Linked DNA regions of Sus scrofa: regions 2 and 3 are each linked to region 1. Evidence: chromatin contacts called from public Hi-C and HiChIP or PLAC-seq data. All regions are on one chromosome and are shown on one strand. The core of a region is the stretch at or near the end of the contact, and the rest is flanking DNA. Distances in the headings are between cores, read along the strand shown. Region 1 holds the start of JUN (Jun proto-oncogene, AP-1 transcription factor subunit). Region 2 has its middle 97 kb from the start of JUN. Region 3 holds the start of MYSM1 (histone H2A deubiquitinase MYSM1).

Evidence for each region. Hi-C and Micro-C count contacts between places; a contact is called where the count stands out from the background. HiChIP or PLAC-seq counts read pairs in DNA pulled down with a chosen protein or histone mark.
Region 2: a contact with region 1 is called in a Hi-C map of embryonic fibroblasts, with 3 times the contacts expected there. The contact joins the enhancer-like site here to the promoter of JUN in region 1. A contact is called at or near these places in 8 of 47 Hi-C or Micro-C datasets (alveolar macrophages, embryonic fibroblasts, fetal liver and 4 more) and 2 of 2 datasets of contacts at active chromatin or transcription factors (alveolar macrophages and skeletal muscle).
Region 3: a contact with region 1 is called in an H3K27ac HiChIP or PLAC-seq map of alveolar macrophages. The contact joins the promoter of MYSM1 here to the promoter of JUN in region 1. A contact is called at or near these places in 3 of 47 Hi-C or Micro-C datasets (blood, embryonic fibroblasts and mesenchymal stem cells) and 1 of 2 datasets of contacts at active chromatin or transcription factors (alveolar macrophages).

Annotation. Positions count from the first base shown.
Region 1 is chr6:153,683,903-153,688,413 of Sscrofa11.1, reverse strand. JUN (Jun proto-oncogene, AP-1 transcription factor subunit) reads right to left here and starts at 1,989. Exons shown (of 1, transcript NM_213880.1): 1 at 779-1,989. The coding sequence starts at 1,811. The coding sequence ends at 804.
Region 2 is chr6:153,587,459-153,591,969 of Sscrofa11.1, reverse strand. No RefSeq gene overlaps it. Among named protein-coding and RNA genes, the nearest start is that of JUN, 97 kb to the left of the region's middle. Within about 2 kb of position 1,964, at least 46 of the 83 cell types and tissues checked have an H3K27ac peak or open chromatin away from gene starts, as enhancers often do. A contact at or near this core is called in embryonic fibroblasts, fetal liver, omental adipose tissue and 1 more, where this site is marked.
Region 3 is chr6:153,752,582-153,757,092 of Sscrofa11.1, reverse strand. MYSM1 (histone H2A deubiquitinase MYSM1) reads right to left here and starts at 1,884. Exons shown (of 20, transcript XM_021096571.1): 1 at 832-1,884. The coding sequence starts at 896.

The DNA of each region.
Region 1 (4,511 bases), core at 740-3,239:
GTAATCTATAGATAATGCAGAAAAGAGGTTGGGGGAGGGGTAACTTTTTCAATATTTTATTGTATTTTCTTAAATATCCTTTCTGGAATTTTCAGAAACAAAACATAAAAAAATTATATACTTTATTACAAATGGTAAACTCAGAGTGCTCAAAATTTCTTATTTACAAACAACAACTGGGCAGGACACCCAAACAAACAAACATGAAATAACTTACAAAGGCATGAAGCTGTTTATTGACAGTAATCAGCTTTCATCAAATTAAAAAATATATATATGTACATACACAGTAATGGAAGGCAGGCCAGAAAGAGTTCATCTGCAGGCTGGGCCTCGCTCTCACAAACCTCCCTCCCGCCTCCCCTCCCCCACCCCCCCCTTTGTGTTAAGGAGTACTACAGAAGCAATCTACAGTCTCTATTGCAGTTTGCAACCCTCCCCCCTCCCCCCCCTTAATACTGAATGAGATCGAATGTTAGGTCCATGCAGTTCTTGGTCAGTGTTAAAGAAAAGTCTTAACGTTCTGTTTGCGCGGGGACAGCCCGTTCGCAAAGCGGGGCAGCCCGCGGGCTGCCGCTCCCTGGCTCCGCGCCGAGGGAGGGCGAGCCAAGTCCTTCCCACTCGTGCACACTGGGGGCGCCGTCAGGACGCAACCCAGTCCAACTTGGATACCCTTGGCTTTAGTCCTCCGACACTTCTTTTTTTTTTCTCCCTCTCTCTCGCAACTTGTCAAGTTCTCAAGTCTGTCTCTCTGCTATTTTTTTTTTTTTCTCCATTGCCCCTCAGCCCCCAACAGTCTCGCCTCAAAACGTTTGCAACTGCTGCGTTAGCATGAGTTGGCACCCACTGTTAACGTGGTTCATGACTTTTTGTTTAAGCTGGGCCACCTGTTCCCTGAGCATGTTGGCGGTGGACGCCAGCTCCGAGTTCTGCGCTTTCAAGGTTTTCACTTTTTCCTCCAGCCGGGCGATCCTCTCCAGCTTCCTTTTCCGGCACTTGGAGGCAGCGATGCGGTTCCTCATGCGCTTCCTCTCCGCCTTGATCCGCTCCTGCGACTCCATGTCGATGGGAGACAGGGGCGGGGTTTCCCCGGGCATCTCGGGCACCGTCTGCGGCTCCTCCTTCAGGGCCTGCAGCCGCGGGTGCTGCACGGGGATCTGCTGGGGCAGGTGGTGCGGCGGCTGCGGTGGTTGCTGTTGCTGCTGCTGGGGCTGAGCGGGAAAGGCCAGGCCCGCCGCGCCGTAGGAGGGCGCCCCGCCGCCGCTGCTCAGCGCGCCGGGGTTGAAGTTGCTGAGATTAGCGTAGACTGGCGGCTCGCTGTGTAGGCTGGCGCTGAAGCCGCCGCTGCCGCTGCCGCCCGCCACTGAAGCTACCGCCGGAGCCACCAGGCCCGCCCCGCTGACCGGCTGCGCCGCCGACGTGACGCTGGGCAGAGTGTTCTGGCTGTGCAGTTCGGCCAGCGCGCGCACGAACCCCTCGGCGAAGCCCTCCTGCTCGTCAGTCACGTTCTTGGGGCATAGGAACTGGGTAGGGGTCGGCGTGGTGGTGATGTGCCCGTTACTGGACTGGATTATCAGGCGCTCGAGTTCGGGCGACGCCAGCTTGAGCAGCCCCACGTCGGGCGAGGTGAGGAGGTCGGAGTTCTTGGCCCGTAGGTGCGGCTTCAGGTTGCCCACCGGGTCAGCCAGGTTCAGGGTCATGCTCTGCTTCAGGATCTTGGGGTTACTGTAGCCGTAGGCACCGCTCTCGGACTGGAGGAACGAGGCGTTGAGGGCATCGTCGTAGAAGGTCGTTTCCATCTTTGCAGTCATAGAACAGTCCGTCACTTCACGTGGGGTGAGTTTGGGTTGCGCGCAGAAGTTTCGGGGCCGCAACAGCGCGCTGGCAAACGGGGGACACCCGCGCTTCCCGGGGCCGTGAGCGAGGAAAGTTTCTCTAAGAGCGCGCGCCCCCGCCGGCTGGCCTCCCCCCTGCGCCCTCCTCACCAGCTCGCTCCGGGGGATCGCAAGGTTGAGACGCCGCCCGCACTCTTACTCGTCCGCTCGCGCGCGCTTCCCGGCTTTGAAAAAGTCGCGGTCACTCACGGTGAGCTCTCGGGAGCAGCGGTTCCTCGGAGCCCGCGGACGAACTCGCTTCCAGGCGGAGGCAGGCAGCGCAAAGCCCGCGGTGGCCTGCCCGCGGCGGGTCTCCGCCGCCCGGACTCCGACGACTGTCCCCTCCTCCGCTGCGAGGGGGAGGGGGCGCCCGGCAGCCGCGGGTCGCGCTCGCCCAAGTTCAGCAACCGGTGCGAGCGGAGCGGAGCGCACGTCCTCCTCACTCCACCGCCTCCTTTTCTTTACCGCCTCTGCGGCAGCTTCGGGCGGAGAGAAGCTTTGCGAAAGTTCGCTCCGGGACCCGGCGGCCACTTGTCCCCTGTCCTCCTTGCCGGGAAACTTCTCGCCGCTGCAGCTGGTCTCCGGACTTCCCCGTGCGGACAGTGGCCGCTCTCCGAGCTGTCAGCAGCGCCCGCGCAGCGGGGCTCTCCGCCTGGGGGCGGCTGGAGAAGGGGATCTCCCGGCACTCCCCAAAACACCAGCCCGGGAGCCACAGGCGTTAGCTCCGGGTCGTGGGAGAGAAAATGGAAAAGAAAATAAGATTTGCAGTCCGCCCCGACTGACGGTGCCTGTCTGCCTGCCTGAATCGGCGAACCTCCACTCCCGCCTCGCTGCTTCAGCCACACTCAGTGCAACTCTGAGCCCTTATCCAGCCGGAGCTCAACACTTATCTGCTACCAGTAAACCCCTAAAAATAGCCCATGATGTCACCCCAAGGCCTTCCCATTGGCTCTTGTCGCTCTCAGGAGGGCGGGCCCACCCGTCGCCATGGAGACCCCACCCTAGAAGATTCTTCTCTGGACCCGCGGAGGCTCACGGGATGAGGTAATGCTCCGCTGCCCTCCTACAGTTGGGCCCTTCTTTTGCCTCCCCTCCCTCCTCTCCTCGCGACTAGCGCCTCTCTCTTCCCCCTCCCCTCCTCGGCGCGTCTTTCCTGGCCCGCCCGGTGCATTGTGGGCTGACGTCTTGGGGTTTGACTGTCTAGTGACGGTGGCTGCCGCAAGCTGGGCGGACTCCGGCGGCGGCTCGCAGCCTCTGAAGGAGGCGGGCTCAAGTTCAGGGAAGGCAGGGGATGCGGGGACCCGGAAGGCTGGGGAACCGGGCCCGATGGCTCGGCCTGAGTGGGCTGGGCGGGTGTCACTGAGGGGGTCGATGTCATCTGCGGGCACTTCGCCGCCGCGCGGGGGGGAGGGGGCGGGCTAAGCGCCCAGGTCCCTGCCCCCCCCCGCATTTCCGGGGGGCGGGAGCACCGCCCTTAAGGTGGCTCTGTTAAGGCCCTTGTGGGGGCGAGTGAAAGTGGGCTGAAGTTTAGGAGAGTCGGCCCCCCACGTTGAGAACTCTCCGAAATTTGTCTCCCGGTCAAGTTCAAGAGCGACTGTTCGCGGCGCTGTCTGGAAGCCGAGTGATTTGCATTGCTTGAAACTGGGTGTTCATCTAAGTCCCTGCCGCGCCCCTACTTCACCCTCCAGACCATGGGAGAAAGCGCGCGGGGTTCACAGCTTTGCCTTGGGAACCGGAGGCGGTTTCTTAACAGGGGGTGGAATTAGGGGGCACCCAGTTGGGAATGAGCGTTATAGGTAATCCGAAACTCGGGGAACCCCGGTGATCGTCTTCTCGCCGCCCCCGCATAACATGCACGGGCACACCACACTTCACATGTGTGTACACACACACACACACACACACACACACACACACCAACCACTCCTCTCGCCCTGATTTGCTTCCGGGAAAACAAGTCCGAGAGCAGCAGGCACTTGCCAAAAGTCACGCAGCGAGTCAGGGGAGGATCCAAGATTTCAAATTTCTCCGGCCGGGTGGTGGGTCCATATCCTGTGTAGCCTCTAGGAAGCGCTAGACCCATGTAAGTGGTTCCTTTTCTGTGGTTGTTATTTTATCCTCCCCCATCCCCGCACCCCTTAGGGACAAAAGTGTATGGCGGAAAGAATCCCAAAGTCTGGAGTCGTGGGTTCTCACATGGCCAGCGCTGCCACGGTGTGAAGTGAACAAATCATACAACTTCTCTGAGAGTCAGTTCCTTCATCTGCAAGTGGGGCTGGTGAGACCCACCTCGCTGAGCTGGGTTGCTGTAGTGTCATGGCCTCCAGGGCTAGGAGGTCATTGCCTACAGCCCCCTGCCCTGGCCTTCCTGGGAGTTTCCCTGAGCGTGGATGGGATGCCAGAATGTAAGAGCAAGAGTGTGCCTTGGCAGAACCAGGTGTACTCATCCTGTGAGGAGCAGTGAGGGCAGGAGGGTGAGGGAGGAAAGGGTCAGAAGTCAGCTCCTTCCAGGGTTTTCTCTAGGACTGGGGCTTGAAGTTGGACTTGCCTCCGTTTCCATTCCTAGGTTCTAGTTTTGGGGCTTTTCAGCTTCTGAACTTGGGGGAATTTCCCCTTGTGTTCATGGCCTGAGAATTT
Region 2 (4,511 bases), core at 715-3,214, 96 kb after region 1:
CTGTTCCACAAACAGGCCAACGTGTTCCCACCAGAGGACCTCAAGTCTTCCTTTCCCTTCTATCCAGATTCTCTTCCACTGTAATACCCACATGGCTGGCTTCTCACTTCTCTCAGGGATCCTCAAAGACCTTCCCAGATGACACTATAGAAAATGGTACTGGGCATCACTATTTTCTTCACTCTGCTTGTTTTTTTCTCCATCATGCTTATCACTTCCTGATAGAGTATGTATTTATGGGATTGTTCTTTTTTTTTTTTTTTTTTTTTTTTTTCTATTTTCTTTTTAGGGCCACTCCTGCAGCATTATGGGCGTTCCCAGGCTAGAGGTCGAATTGGAGCTGCAGCTCCTGGGCTACAGCAACAGCGACTCGGGATCCAAGCTACATCTGCAGCCTACACCACAGCTCACAGCAACGCTGGATCCTTAACCCACTGAATGAGGCCAGGGTTGGAACCCACATCCTCATGGGTACTTGTCAGATTCTTGACTGACAACGGGAACTCTATGAGATTGTTAACAGTCTGCTTCTTTCCTCTGGAATTTAAGCTCCTTAATAGAAATATGTTGTGGTCATGGCTATTACCCCAGCATCTGGAAAAATGTTGGCACCTAGTAGCTGCTCAAGAAATATTTTTTGAAGGAAGAAACTGGGAAACGAGAATTTGAATCCCAGCTCTGCCTCCATCTCCCTCTGTGATCTGGGCAGATGATTTCCCTTCATACCTCAGCACCTTCAGTCTAGGGTGGAAACAACATCTTGCCCTTCCAAGTTCAGCAGGTAATTAAGAAAACCAATGAATGTGGAATGTGAAAGCATGCTGTAATGAAGACATAAGGTGTAATCAATGAAAGATCAGTTCCTTCCCAGTTTGTCCAAATTGGTAAATGTATCTTGAATACAAGTAGAACCATTATGAAAGTACATGGGCTTTTATTCATCTTTCGGGGCTTTGTCTGAAGTGGCCTAGAATGAAGAAGGGAGAGAAATAAACTTCTCTGAGATGAACGGTCTCCACTGGGAGCCAGGCAGGAGGCATGTGGTGTGATTCACTCTACTATTTAATACAACTCTGCCTGGCAGGTTACATGAGCTCCTTGAGGGCAATGGCCATATGCAGTGCCTTTTTTTTTTTTTGAATTAAAGTATAGTTGATTTACAGTGTTTTCAGGTGTACAGCAAAGTGATTCATTTACATATATGTACATATTCTTTTCCATTGTGGGTTATTACAAGATGTTGATATCGTTCCCAATGCTAGACAGTAGGTCCTTGTTGTTTATCTATTTTATATACAGTAGTGTGTATCTGCTAACCCCAAATTCCCAATTTATCCCTCTCCATCAATAATTACATGTTTTTAACTTTGCAATTCCAGCACTAATTCAGGGTAGACATCAATAAGAGCTTATTGGATTGGGAATTGGGTTTAATTTCATTAAACTTTTTTTTTTTTTTTTCTGAAGAAAGGGCTCAGTTACTGAAAGTGACTTCCCCAAGGTCCCTCAGGTAAGCAGGATTTACCTGTACCAGAACCAGAGTCAGCACACCATGCTGCTAAGCTCTGCAGACCATACAAGGCTGCTCAATTTGGTGTAAGTCTCTTAAAACCTGTCCTGGGCAACTGCTACAGTCTTTGCACATATCACTTTCCTTAGAGCAGGTAAGTGGGCTGTGTGTTGTTAGCATAATAGCATCTCTTTAATGCCTTTTGAAAGGAGCTCGGAAAACTCTTCCGTTAGAGAGGGAAGGGAAGGTGCAGGAGAAAACCTTCTCCCAAGCAGGCCTGTCTTAGCAGTACCTCCCAAGTTTCAATGTGCAGTTTCAAGGTTTCACTACCACCAACGCGTTGCTGTGGAGACGCAGCAACAAACACTGGGAGACTGGTAACCCCTCCCCACTCCCACCCCCCACCAAGCCTAGTAAAGAATGTTTGGGACAAGGCTCCTGCCCATCAGGCTGCTGTTTCCCGCTGAATACAGCCTTTGTGACCGGCCTCCTGGCCTGCCACCAGGCTCCAAAGAGATGACTCGGCCCAGATCTTTCTAAATAGTGTTTGTGTTTTAGTTGTCCACAAGGGGGTGGGGGCGGGGGAGTTCTACATAACTGTAAGGCAACCATCCAGCTTGTGGCTGATTGGCAAGACAAAAATAATGCTGTCTCACTTTGCAAATGCCCTAGGAGAGCCTTGCAGGAACAAGTCCAGGGAGCCCTCCCCGTGCAGGGAGCTCTGGTCTCATAGGGTCTTTGTGACTTCAAGGCCAAAGAAGTCTGTGCGGCCACTCCCAGCTTACCGGTGAGGAAGTTCAGGCTCAAGGAGGGGCCACAAGTTGCTTCGGGGCATCATGCTAGCTAGTGATGCTGCTGAGGCTGAAATGTCCCATCATTATGGATTTTATTGATATTTTTGTAAAGTTCCCTAGATTTCTATTGCACAAGGGCTGGCAACTTTTCAGAGCCTCTCACCTGGCTCTGTGCTGAGTCAATTTTGGAAGAAATAGAATACAGTGAACCAGAGAAATGAAGCCTTAGCTGGGAGTTTGTGTTATTTGCTCATGGCAACTTGATAGGCCTCCTTATCACGGCAGGCCAGGCATTGTGTGATCTTACCAGAATGTGCAGGCCTACCATCTGGCTCCAGCTCAGTTTGGGGGGATGGAGGTGGTGAAGGAAACTTGACTTAATAGCAGGTGTTACTTTGAGGGCTAGAAAGGTACCATTGTCTCTTCTGCAATAAACTGCCTGGTTTTCACCTGCTGGCAAGTCACAAATTCGCTTACCATTAAAATACCAGGTTATTACTTCACTAATGTAATAAGTCTTTATTAAGTGCCTACTGAAGGTCAAGCACTGGGCTGGGCATTGGGGGCAGAGAAATGAATAATATTTGTTTAACAAGTATTGATTGAGTGCTCTGTGCCAGGTACTATGTTAGGCCCTGGGGACAGCACTCTTTTCCTCTCCTCAAGAGAGTTGCTTGTGCATAAGTCAAGTAAACAGATACTTGCACTTGTAAGTTTAAGATGCTAGGGGAGCACTCTGAAAGGGCGTGTAAATTAGTCTCAGTCTGTACTGTTCACCTTAGGAGCCAGCAGCCACTTGAAATGTGCCTGGTCTGAATGGAGATGCTTGTACATGTAAAACACACACTGCATTTCAAAGTCTAAGTATGAATGAGTGAAGTAAGTCAGACAGAGAAAGAGAAGTATCATAGGATATCACTTATATGTGGAACTGAGAGAAATGATGCGGAGATACTAATTTATAAGACAGAAATAAACTCACAGACATAGAAAACACACTTATAGTTACCAAAGAGGAAGGAGGGGAGGAGGAGGATAATGGGAATTGGCATTAACAGATCCACACTGCTGTATGTAAAATAGATAAATAGCAAGGCCTTACTATACAGCACAAGGAGCAACATTCAATACTTGTAATAACCTAAAATGGAAAAGATTCTGAAGAAGAATATGTATACATATGTGTGTGTGTATACACACACACATATATACACACACATATACATACACATACACACACATATATACACACACACACATATATACACACACACATATATACACACATATACATACACATACACACACACATATATACACACACACATACACACACACATACACACACAAATATATACATACACATATACACACACATACACACACACACATATATACACACACACATATATACACACATATACATACACATACACACACACATATATACACACACACATATATATACACACATATATACACACACACATACACACACACATATATACACACATACATATACACACACATATATACATACACATATATACACACACATATACACACACATATACACACACATATATACATACACATATACACACACATATATACACACACACATATATACATACACATATATACACACACATGCACACATATATACATACACATATATACAAACACACATATACACATACACATATATGTATAACTGGATCACTTTGCTGCATACATGAAACATTGTAAGTCATCTATATTTCAATTAAAAAATTTAAAAAAAAAAAAAACTCAAGTATGAAAAACTGAGTGTTAAATTCCCATTAGCAATTTAAATTGATTGCATGTTGAAATGATATTATTTGGGATATACTGAGTTAAATAATCTATTATCAAGATTAATTTCTCACATTTCTTATGATGTCATTTAAGCTGCCCAGCAACCCTATATGAAGCAGATATTATTTCTAGCTTATCTCCATTTAACTGGTAGAGAAGGGGCTCACAGTGGTAAAATGACTTTCCGAAGGTCACGCGATTTAGGGAGGGGAATTGATTTGCCCAAGAACAGACAACTAGACCATCAGAGAATGATCACTGATCATTTGGTTTGGAAATGGGGGTCTTTGAAGAACAGGTACCTTTCTCTTTCCTCAGTGTGTATTAATCTTCTCCACAGAGGGCTCCAGAGTATGTCAGAAGGATGA
Region 3 (4,511 bases), core at 635-3,134, 69 kb before region 1:
TTGTTTAAAACCCCACTGGCCTGCTCTGCAGGTAGAGATACTAAATAAATTGTGACACCCCCCCGCCGCAGTCCTCACAATACCACCCCTAGGGATAACGGGCCGGTAAAGAACACATCTACAGAGCACCTATCCCATAATCACTTCATTTTTTCTTCACAATAATCATACGAGGTACCTAACATGATCGTCAGCCTACTCACGAACTGTCTGAGGCTCAGACAAATTAAAAGTCTGGCCCAAGGTCACACTACTAGTATCTCGCAGGACCAGCCATTACAAGAGAACCCAAAGCTGTCTAACTCTACGTCCTGCCCTTTCCTTTAAGTCACGATACCTCTCTGGAAGTTTTTCACAACTATCCTTATGTGGAAGAGAAAATCGATAGGGAGTAGGGATAAAACGACACACCCAAGGTCACAGGGCTTGCAGGCGATGGTACCAGAATCCCTACGCTCAGGTCCCATCTAGGGACAGCCCTTGTTCTCATGATTATTGGGCGGTGGCAAGGGGGCGGATTCTAGGGTGACACTAACGGAAGAAGTAATTGCTTAAGAGCCCGCAATGTGCTAGGGGCGACCGGCGCCCTCACAGCATCCAAGCAAAAGGAGAAAACGCTGTCCGCCCCAAGTCTCAGGTACTCGCCGGCTGCGCTTTGGAAGAGCCGGGCGGCGGGATGGGCGCGGCGCCGCCCAGGCCTCTGGGAGACCCCGGCCCCAGCGGATGGTCTTTCGCTCCCCTGGACCCTTCCGGAACCCCAGCCTTTCTAGGGTACCCTTCTCACATCCGCGCCCCTCCTCGTCTCTGCAAAACCCGGTCTCTATGTCTCACCCAGACTGTGCCGCCGCTGGCATGACGTCCCCTTCGACATCCACATCCGCCTCTTCTGCCGCCATGATGGGACCTGACCCCAGCCGTGCTCTCGAGAGATCCCGCGAGAGGTGGAGGGCGTGAAGGCGGGGCTGCGTGCGTCACGGGGCGGAGTTGAGGCGTCGACCGGCCCCTCCCAGGCTCAAGAAGCGGGGCTTTCGGGGAAAAGATATTAGCGTCCTGGGTCTGGATTCTTCTGACTTTTGTTGACGTGTAAAGACCTTGGCAAGTGGCCCAGGCTTGGATTTTGAAGACGTTGTGGTCTTGGATAAATTCTTTGGCGCCTCGCTTCTCTAATTTGTAAAATGGGGTTTATACTAAATACCTGGAGTGCTGAAAAGATCAAGCCAGACGGACTTTGAATGTGAAAGTGGCAACAGCGACCCTTATCTGCTGGTTTTTATTTTTTAGAATAGAATCATTCAGCACTTATAAAAATGCTGAACATCTGTTTTAATATTCAGGAAAGAGTTTAGAATATAACTTAGGATTGTGTATTTTATTTCGTAGATATCTTTACAGTTAATTAAAAAATCACTCATCACCGTTGATCTTCACAATAACCTGGTGAGGGAGTTTCCTTATGGTACAGCAGGTTAAGGGCCCGGCGTTGTCGCTGCAGAAGCTTGTGGCAAGAGTTTGACCATAGCGCAGGAATTTACGCATGCCGCTGGGTGTGGCCAAAAAAACAGAAACAAAGAAAACGCCAAAACCCAGTGAGATAAGCAGGACCAATAACATCAGTCACCCTTTGCAGATAAACTGAAGCTCAGAAAGTTGAGATGACTAATGAGAAGGATGGACAGCTAGTCAAAGACAGAACTGGGACCAAAATCCAGACCTTTTGACACTTTACTGAGTGTTTACCTGTACAAATTGTGTTGTTAGGAACTGTGAGAGACAAACACCATTTCTCTCAAAGAACTTAAGGCTTTTTAAGAAATTAAATATTACCCTTATGTATTCTTCTACCTTAGCATCTATCATTCACATTATTGTAGCTGTTAATTCATTTTTCTGCCTCCACCATCTGACTATGAATTCATTAAGGACAAAGGCTGTATCTGCTAGTCTTTGGACTAGTCCTTAAGGTATCAACATTCAACATGATGTCTGACACAGTTGGTGCTCAATAAATATTGAACTGATGAGTGAATCAATCAATTAATGGAATGAATTCACTTCCCACAATATTCTGAGTTGGCCCCAATGCACCCTTGCACTCAAGCCATAAGAGGAGCTGTAATACAACTGTGTGGCCAAAGATGGAGAGAAAGTTTTGTAAAGAGAGAGATCCAGTGCTCAGAAACTGAATAGTGCTCCATCCTTAAGTTATCCTGTTGCTAAAGGGCCTATCCTGTGACCAGTCTCAGTGGTAATTGGCATGCTTGGCACAGAGTAGGCTTTCTAAGATATTTGTTAGATGTAATTAATAGCAAGGTTAGAAAGATGGACATGGCCAGATGGTCAGAGCTGTAGAATATAGATGCCTTTCATTGATCTTTACAAAACAAGTGGGATAGGAACCCTTGTAGTACTACCTGGACACACAGGGTATCAAATGTCTCCTAGACACAAAATACCATATGAACAGTGTCTCCTATAATACAGAACTGAAGTCTTTCTGGCCCAGTATTAGGCATCAATAGGCATTAAAATATATATGGAAGGAAGGAAAGTCCTGCACAGAATTCCAATATGCCCCAAGGCCTTTAGGCATAAAGGCCTCCCTAAACAGGGAGACTAATATGAATCCTCCCCACACATGCGCCTATGCACCTGGTTTGCTGGCTTTATGTGAACGAGGCTCCTTAAGGGTATAGCTCAACCCTACCTGCAAGGAAGTGGCTATAACCCCACAGTTGAATACACTCCCGAAGCCTGGTCTACTGTTTAAATTTAACTATTTATTTAAAAATATATAGGAGGAATTCCCATCGTGGCTCAGTGGTTAACAAATCTGACTAGGAACCATGAGGTTCTGGTTTGATCCCTGGCCTTGCTCAGTGGGTTAAGGACCCAGTATTGCCGTGAGCAATGGATCCCGCGTTGCTGTGTGCTCTACAGCTCCGATTAGACCCCTAGCCTGGGAATCTCCATATGCTGCGGGAGCGGCCCTATAAGAGGCAAAAAGACAAAAAAAATTTAAAAATTAAAAATATATAGGAGTTCCCATTGTGGCACGGAGGAAACGAATCTGACTAGTCTCCATGAGGATGCAGGTTCGATCCCTGGCCCTACTTGGTGGGTTAAAGATCCGTTGTTGCTGTGAGCTATGGTGTAGATTGCAGACGCTGCTTGGATCCTGTGTTGTTATGGCTGTGGCATAGGCAAGCTGCTGTAGCTCCGATTTCGACCCCTAGCCTGGGAACTTCCATATGCTGCAGGTGTGGCCTAAAATAAAATAAAATAAAATAAATATAGTCACTTTCATTTTAGAGATGAGGAAACTAAGTTTCAGATAGTTACATAGTTGAGTACCAGAGCTGGGTTTCCAACACAAGTCTTTCCCACTCTACCCTTACTCTGTTACATTTTCATTTACCACAGAAAGAATAGGGTATTTTGTGTTACTATGATATTTTCTCACTTGGTTTAAGAATAAATCACAATCAGGTATTTCTGATGTCTTTGAGGTGCTTAGGGCTAGAAATGAATGGAAAGTGTATTCTGAAGCCTGGAAACTTGTCTTGGGTTTACAAACTTTCTGTGCCTCATTAATACACTCTATTTCCTTTGTTGATCCTAAAACAGAATTAGCAGGAGTTGCCATATCTGTAAATTTTCCTGAGTTTTTGGAGGAACAATCAATCAAGTGTCTGTCTCATATCTCTGCTACATTGTGTTTGAATTTATTGGAGAGATAGCTTGATAGCTTATTCATTTCATTTTCTCCCATTTCTGGTGAAAAAAAAGATCACTGCATTTTTATTGAAAAAGCAAAGTATGGTGGCAATATTAATCCATAAAAAGCTGGCATGTTAGTAGTCATGCTAATTAGCCCAGATTTGTAAAGTGCTTTAAAAGTGGGAAGTGTCATACAACTGCTCACTAATGTTGTTATTATATTATGATCCAAATTGTCAGCTAAATGATTGCCAGGGATTGAAAAGAGTTCCCATTTGAAAAGCAAAAAGGCCAGTGAGTGGGGAGGAAAACCACTTTATCTAAATAGAGGTGAGATAATAGATGAATGCAGACATAGAATTAAAGGCTACACTTGGCAAGCATTGGATGTGGCTTGAATTGTTCCAGGAAAGCAAACTGCATTTTATTTTATTTTCCCTCCACAATTCCCTGAAATCACATAAGGTGCTACTGAAAAAACTGTTCTCAGTATGTTGTAAGGAAAGTCTGCCAATGCACTTCTTACATTTTAATTACAGTAATGTTGCATCCATCTGACATTATTTGGAAGGGAATGAAAAATGCCAGCATTAATGAGTTCCTACTGTGTGCCAGGCATTTTACATACATTATTTCTTTACAGCCCTTTGAGGTAAGGAATTGTTACTTCTATTTACAGATGTGGTAGCTGAGGTTCAGAATAGTCAAGCAATTTACTCAAAGAAATGTAGCTTATCATCTTTTTGTCACATCATGCCATCTTAGGTTGGGTACTAATAGTATCATTCAGAATT